Regions from separate parts of the Mus musculus genome. Here region 1 is linked to region 2. The links are chromatin contacts, called in public HiChIP or PLAC-seq maps. All regions are on one chromosome and are shown on one strand. Each heading gives the region's core, a stretch centred on a gene start, on an enhancer-like site or on the middle of the called end of the contact. The rest is flanking DNA. Distances are from core to core; before and after follow the strand shown. Region 1 has its middle 110 kb from the start of Phactr1. Region 2 has its middle 27 kb from the start of Edn1.

What was found. HiChIP or PLAC-seq counts read pairs in DNA pulled down with a chosen protein or histone mark.
Region 1: an H3K27ac HiChIP or PLAC-seq map of embryonic fibroblasts shows a contact between it and region 2, with 6 times the contacts expected there. The contact joins two enhancer-like sites. A contact is called at or near these places in 13 of 484 Hi-C or Micro-C datasets (3T3-L1-derived adipocytes, B cells, the CH12 cell line and 7 more), 2 of 115 datasets of contacts at active chromatin or transcription factors (bone marrow-derived dendritic cells and embryonic fibroblasts) and 1 of 9 other capture datasets (bone marrow-derived macrophages).

Annotation. Positions count from the first base shown.
Region 1 is chr13:42,573,986-42,577,581 of GRCm38.p6, forward strand. No RefSeq gene overlaps it. Among named protein-coding and RNA genes, the nearest start is that of Phactr1, 110 kb to the right of the region's middle. Within about 2 kb of position 2,311, at least 32 of the 459 cell types and tissues checked have an H3K27ac peak or open chromatin away from gene starts, as enhancers often do. A contact at or near this core is called in embryonic fibroblasts, where this site is marked.
Region 2 is chr13:42,326,397-42,330,351 of GRCm38.p6, forward strand. No RefSeq gene overlaps it. Among named protein-coding and RNA genes, the nearest start is that of Edn1, 27 kb to the left of the region's middle. Within about 2 kb of position 2,370, at least 97 of the 459 cell types and tissues checked have an H3K27ac peak or open chromatin away from gene starts, as enhancers often do. A contact at or near this core is called in embryonic fibroblasts, where this site is marked.

The DNA of each region.
Region 1 (3,596 bases), core at 1,061-3,560, 250 kb after region 2:
ATAGAACACAAATGAGTTAATTCACACCAACCAACTGCACTCACTGTCTGCTTCCTTTTCAGAGACCATCAAATCCCTTTATTTCTTTGCCTTGTCGACAGTTTGGTAGGAAACGATTTTAAATGTCCCATCTTAAGCTTAATCCAGGGGGAGGATTTGTTTGAAAATGTACAAGAGGATAGAAAGTGAGCAAGGGCCCTGGGATACCCCAGATGGGGCATGGTGTAAAGGGACAGGGTTTTGAGGGACAACAGCTTTGTCAAGATGCCTCTCCCACCAAAACCTCCTGGCTGGCAGGACTGCCCTGTGTGGGAAACCCCACGTCACTCAGCACTTCCTTAGAACATTAGTGGTTCAAGGAGGCTCTGCATAATAGAGTGTTGACCACAAAATAGGAGGAAGTGGGGCACAAAGGGGCGAGGAGTGGAATTCTAGCGCTGGGTTTCCTCCTAAATGTCTTCCCTTATACACGTGTTGATGTTCTCCCTGGTTAAATATTTGAAAAACACATCATAGTTTATTAGGTGTTTTTCCCCCTAAAAGAACAGCCTGTTCTCATCCAAGAAAGAATGACAGCTCTCTCTACTTATTACATGAAAGTGTCAGCTGACTCCCCAAAGCAGCTTGCTTGTCCCCCCCCCCTCTGTCTTACTCTGTCTCTCTGTCTCTTTGTCTGTCTCTGTCTCTCTCTGTCTCTCTGTCTCTCTGTCTCTCTGTCTCTCTCTATCTCTCTTTCTCACAAACACACACACACACACACACACACACACACACACACACACACACAGGATAGGGGGTGAGTGAACCTGTAAAGTAAAACTGGTTCAGAGTAGAAACTGCACAGGAAATTAAAGACAGTAGCTGGCTCTAATGATGCAGAGGATGGACTGCACTGCTGAGCTTTACAGGAACGAAGGGTGATTTCAAAAACGCTGGCAATACTCTATTTTTTAATTGCTGTTTTGTAAACCACCACGTGTAAATGTTTTATTGGCTCTCTTGGATACATCACACTTTTAACAATACTTTTTCTTGTATTATATTTTTACTCTATTTGAAGTTCTTTCTAGGTGCTAAAATGCAGTGCTCTCTGAGGACCCCAAAGGAGCAGGCATCAGAAGCAAGGTGGAATGCCTCTATGCTTTTCAGAGTTCAGGCTTTTAAACATATGCCTTTAGAAGAAATAGTTTGAAAGTGTAGTCTCCGCCTTTTACCTCAGCCTGAAGAAACAGAGTATTTGCTGAGATGCTCTGGACAAACGTTTCTCAGCTAGGGGTGGGGTCTCAGTACTTTCTCCCCTATCCAAGATGGAACTGGCTTGGTCCTGGATAGGTCTTATGTAGTATCTTTAGCTCCTGTGAGTTTGCCTGTGCATCAGAAACACATGTCCACAGACAGCACTCTTCCCCACGGTTTGGCTCTCTCACCCCCAACTTCCATTCTGTCTCTGCCTTGGTGGGCAGAGGTGAAGAGCCATAGAGATGGTCAATCCGTGGCTAAGCACTGATATCCATTTACACTCAGCACTCTGACACTTAAGGCCTCTGCATTAACCACTACCCACTGCAGACACCTTATCAGACCAAGACTGAGAGCATCACAAATCTGGGGCAGGAGGCTCCTAGTCCTCTTAGGCATCCCTAAGCGGAGGAAGCCCCGCCCCAGTCTCTCGCTTGGAGCAAAGTTCTATGGGTAGATTTTTGGTGGGCCATTATCATTATCATTGTTACTGTTAAACTTTTTTGCGTGAGTGGTACGTGTGAGTGTGCGCGAGTGTTCATGTGTAGGTCAGAGGACAGCTTCTGGGTGTCTGATATCAACTTTCCACCTTGTTTGACTTGGGTTCTCTTCATGCAGCTAGTTGGCTGTGAGCTTCTGTGGATTCTCCTGTCGCCACCTCCTATCGCCAGTAGGGGGCGCTGGAACTACAGATGCTTGCGCTTCTCCTTCAGGCTTCAAATTCCACAGCCAGTCTTGACAGACATTTCTGTACAGAGGCAGTCTCCAGCCCTGCTGCTTTGACTCTGGAGAACAAGCCTGGGCTTTCCCTCGCCTTTCTTTTCTTTTTTTTCACACTAGATGAATTTATGGTATATGCGAACTAGTATTTTACAGAGTTGATTTAGGTAGAGACCAGGCAGATTTCCGTAAGAAACTTCCTATCCTTTCATACCACTGAATTTGTGGCCTGTAATTTTTGCTATTTCCCAATATGCGAGTTTGTGGCTTTTTGAATTAGTGGAATGCTGTGATTTATGAGCTTCCCTCTTTCGACCCTCTCAGCTGACTTTATCAGCGTTCTCTAACGGTATTAGCAAGAGAAAATAAACTATTTTTAGGACTGATGATCACACAAAGTTAAAGCCCAATCATCCCAAGCATGTTGCAATTTTCACAAAATTCTCCTGAGGTTGTTTCTTCTACACGTGGTTTCAGCTCAGAAATCATTGTTTCTTAAAACCTTATCCTAAACACAAGACCATAGGATATGGAGCCTGTGCTCCTGAGCGGCTGCTGGAGCTGCTGCAGCCTCCTCCTCCTCCTCCTCCTCCTCCTCCTCCTCCTCCTCCTCCTCCTCCTCCTCCTCCTCCTCCCCCTCCTCCTCTTCCTCCTCCCTCCTCCTTCCTCCTCCCCCTCCTCTTCCTCCTCCCTCCTCCTCCCTCCTCTTCCTCCCCCTCCCCCTCCTCCCTCCTCCTCCTCCTCTCCCCCCTCCTCCTTTTCCTCTTCCTTCTCCTCCTTTCTTTTCTTCAAAATCTTAATTTGGGCATAGCCTTCTGATGGATACTGGTTTGTGAGGGAAAGAGAGAAAAGAAAAACTTAAACAGAAGCAAAAGAAGCAAAGGACCCTCTAACAACCGAAGAACAGGTGGTATAGGGGAGGGTGGCTGTTCACTTTTATTGGTGGGTGAATAGCCCTGGGTAAGATCAGATTAAAAACCAGCTGTACCATCTCTGTGGATCCGACAAAGGGAAAGATGGATCTGGGTGGGAAGGTCTTAGGGAAGGAAGCTTCAAGTGAGCAGGTTTCAGCATCCTTCAAGCACACCCAGCCTGGGTACTTGCCAGTTCCCATAGATTTCCTAAAAGATAAATGGTGGACTCACCAAGATAAAGGTATTTGAAAAAAAAATTGACTTAGAAGGATAGATAGAATGAACGTTCTCTGTTTTGGCACCAGGAACTCCTAAGTATGCCAAAGGACGTCATTTGGGCTGGAGAGATGGCTCAGTGGTTAAGAGCACTGACTGCTCTTCCAGAGGTCCTGAGTTCAATTCCCAGCAACCACATGGTGGCTCACAACCATCTGGAAAGGGATCCGATGCCCCCTTCTGGTGTGTCCAAAGACAGCTCATGAATCCTCATGAATCTCTCCTGTCAACACCAGCTCCAGTGTAGTCACATACATATGACAAAAATAAATCTTTTTTAAAAAATGTTTCAAAGGATGTCATTTAGTTTATTCATGAACAACAGAAAAAGAATGACTTGGCTTCTAAGGAAAAATTAACTCTCTGGTTCTGAGATGGTCACCTTTCCAAATGCTAGAAGAACCACCCAGCGTTATTCAATAACGTTGCAGCATATCCAGGGACGAG
Region 2 (3,955 bases), core at 1,120-3,619:
AGTTCCAGGAGAACTGATGCTCTGGGTACTTTGCACACACATGATACACATACATACAGCTCAACACACACACACACACACACACACACACACACACACATACACACACACAATCACATAAAAATAAGGTAGTCATAAAACTTAAAAAGTAATATGTGAAAATAATAAATAAAAATTAAAATAAGGTAGTTAGTTCAAAGTTTCATGGTTGGCACATGGTTGGTGAATATTAGGAACATTATGTTGTTTTGTGAGAAGAGATTATATGTGGTTCTAGTTTCTGATTCTGAAAAAGTGATGTCACACCAAGGTCAACACACAAAGTTTCAAGGAAACATCTTTTGAAGTCCAAGGAGAGCTTGCATTTGAGATGTGTGTGGTGTAGCTCAATTCGAAAGTTCAGCTTGTGTGTGAGAGAGAGATTAGAATTAGCAATGCCTTTCTCTTCTTTTACCTGAAGTGCCTCCAATGGATTCTTCCATGATGTACTGAAAGAGTCCATATTGCACCTGCTATCTGACAAGTCTTTTCTCAATATTTCCCTGAGCATTCTTAGACTTGTTAAAAGAGCATTGAAACTTTGTGTCCCAGGAGTCTTCTGCTTTCTAAAGCTAATATATCTAAGTATTTCCTCAATTCTCACGAGTAACCATCCATTCACTTCTATACTAGGTACCAAGGTCCTTATTAGATGGCACCACTTGGTCAGTCCCTTCCCCCAAGGGGTGGGGGTGGGGTGTATGATTCTAAATATGGGAAGTAAAATTCCTGTGTAAAAAGGACAGATCTTTGTACATCAAGAAATATACTTGGTCTTTCATGAAGAATTATACTTGGTTATGGTAAACATAAATTTGTGTATCTCCTGTTCATAAATGTAAATGGGCATTTATTATCATGCAAGCCAAAGCTCTAAATACAGTTTTCAAGATGGAAAGAAAAAAAGAGAGGGAGAACCAAGTCTTCTCTATTCTTGAGTAAGAACTATCATTCATTTATGGAGATTCAGAATTTTCACTTTAACAACTATCAGACATGGGAAGTTTCCAGAAGCAGTTCTGATATAGGATGCAAAACTTGCACCAGCAGAAGCTGGAGCTGTTGGCTGGTGGGGACTTGTGACTTTTATTGTCACTCAAGGTATCTAACACAAGTGTTCAAGCGAACAGTTTATTGATATGCTTGCATTCAGAAGACTTTTTCACAAACCCTTCAATGAGAATATCCTCTCCCCATATAGTCAAGTTAAACAATTTAAATAAATAACTTCTGTGTGTGTATATGTACATAGACACATGTCGTCCTAGCAATTTTCATTTTTTGTCTCCCAAAGTCTTTCAATGCAATAAAAGGTGGACAGATGAATCAAAAATGTTTCCTTCAACCTAAATCTTCCTAGTTCATTTTTAATAACTTAAATGATCCTTTTAGGTTATTTTTAATTTAAAAAGTATTATATTTTTATTAACTCTTTGAGAATTTCATACCCCAAAACAATGAAATTTGATCATATTCATCTTTTACTCTTCTTTCTAGCCCCTCACAGATCCATCCCAACCTTATCCCTCCCAGCCCGACTTCAGATCTTCTTTTGTTTTTTAAATAACACACTGATTCCAGTTTATACTGTCCAAATACTCATGGGTGTGAAGCATTCATTAAAGCATGGCCAATCTTCCAAGGATCCTGGTCTTAAAGAAAGCCGAGTCTCTTTCCCCTAGAAGCCTTCAGAGGATAGTAGCCCCTCAGCTGAGAGAAGGCTCACAAGCCCTTCCCCGTTCTGTTCTGGAATGCTGACTGGCTTGATCTTGTGCAGATCTGATGCCGCCAACCACAGCAGCTGCGAGTTCATGGAGTGTAGTGGTTCTGTCCTGTCTAGTGATGCTGCTTCAATCTGGTCCTTCTTGACCCCTGGCTGGAGGAGATTTTTCCATGGTCTGTTTTGCCATGCTCCCTGATCCTGGGCTGGAGAGGGCCTGGCTGATATAATATGATCTAGGTGTCTCAGTTTTGTGGCTGAGCACTTCACAGATACTTTCTATGCTCTTCTAGCTTACCTCCCCCTTTTTTATTTCTTCACATGTTGCCACCCCCCTCCCAATCTAGGGAGGTTTAATATTACCACTCAGTACTACCATAGTTTGGAAAGTTTTCAAAGACAGTTCAGCACACGGGGAGAGGTGTTTCCATCCAATGCATACTGGGACTTAAACTCCACCCTGCTCTATCTGTTGTGAGTAGGGTTTCCTGGCTGACCATGTAAGTCAAAAGAGGAACTCAATCTCTAGTGAAGTCAGACTGTGTCAGAAGGAAGGAATACAGTGCACAGTGACTCTTCTCAGTGGAGCTGAAGGACAAGGCATGGCCCAGCCATGACTCATGGCACAAACTATGCAAGGAGGCACTACGGGACCTTTCTTCAGCAGGCAGTCCCTTCCCCCAAGGGGTGGGGGTGGGGTGCATGATTCTAAATATGGGAAGTAAAATTCCTGTGTAAAAAGGACAGATCTTTGTACATCATTGTCTACCTACTGTCATGGACCACGGGTGACTAGTTTCCCCTTTACTTTTGTTTATTCATAACATCTAGATTTAGGAATGTTGGCTGGCGTCTTTAACAGAAAACAAAACTCAGACTGACCTGTCTCCTATTAAAAATTCTGTTCTCCCCAAAGGGATATTCTTTGCTCTTTAGCTCAACAGATTATGGGTGTTCCTCTTTTGAGTTATTACTAGGCAAGATTGCCAAGGGACTTTACCTCTCTCTTTGGCTTGTCTGTGTCAAGGACACAGGGAGGACAAAGAGGGGGTGGGAGCCCTCCCCCACAAGCTAGAAGGTAACCTCTTCACATCACCACTCTGGAGGTGGCTCTGATTTCTGCCTCTTCTGTTTGTATTCCCCCTGGGGGCAAGACATCTCCAGGGAGTTTGTCTATCACTTTCTGGGTGGTAGGAGCCCTGCCAGCTCACAGTGGGAGACTCACAGGCGTGGTGGGACCTTGTCAACATCCTGAGGGTGCTCAAGCAAGGGCTTCCTCATTAAGTCTTTGTTTCAGAACCCAGGCATCTCATTAGGGTTTTTCTGTTGGAATTACAAGTATTTTTTTAAGTGGCTTAAAACAAAACAACAAAACAAAACAGGAACTGGGTGACAAGGTGGCAGTTTAAAACATATTGTAACCATTGAGACCTAGGAGAAAATATTAGAAACTTCCCACATCCCATGGAAGGAGTTACAGAAACAAAGTATGGAGCTGAGATGAAAGGATGGACCATGTAGAGACTGCCATATCCAGGGATCCACCCCATAATCAGCTTCCAAATGCTGACACCATTGCATACACTAGCAAGATTTTACTGAAAGGACCCAGATGTAGCTGTCTCTTGTGAGACTATGCCGGGGCCTAGCAAACACAGAAGTGGATGCTCACAGTCAGCTAATGGATGGATCACAGGGCTCCCAATGGAGGAGCTAGAGAAAGTACCCAAGGAGCTAAAGGGAACTTCAACCCTATAGGTGGAACAACATTATGAACTAACCAGTACCCCTGAGCTCTTGACTCTAGCTGCATATGTATCAAAAGATGGCCTAGTCGGCCATCACTGGAAAGAGAGGCCCATTGGACACGCAGACTTTGTGTGCCCCGGTACAGGGGAACGCCAGGGCCAAAGGGGGGGAGTGGGTGGGTAGGGGAGTGGGGGTGGGTGGGTAAGGGGGACTTTTGGTATAGCATTGGAAATGTAAATGAGCTAAATACCTAATAAAAAAAATGAAAAAAAAAAAAAAAAAAAAAAGAAACTTCCCACAGGAAATGTTACTAGGCACCAGGATGTTAAGTCAAAAGTACAGGATGGGATTTCGTACCCTGACTATCCCGAAGAATATTAAGAAGCATTATCTCTGTAAAGTTAGCAAGATGAAGTCAGCTTGGCAGAAGCACCCCAAGGCTGATTC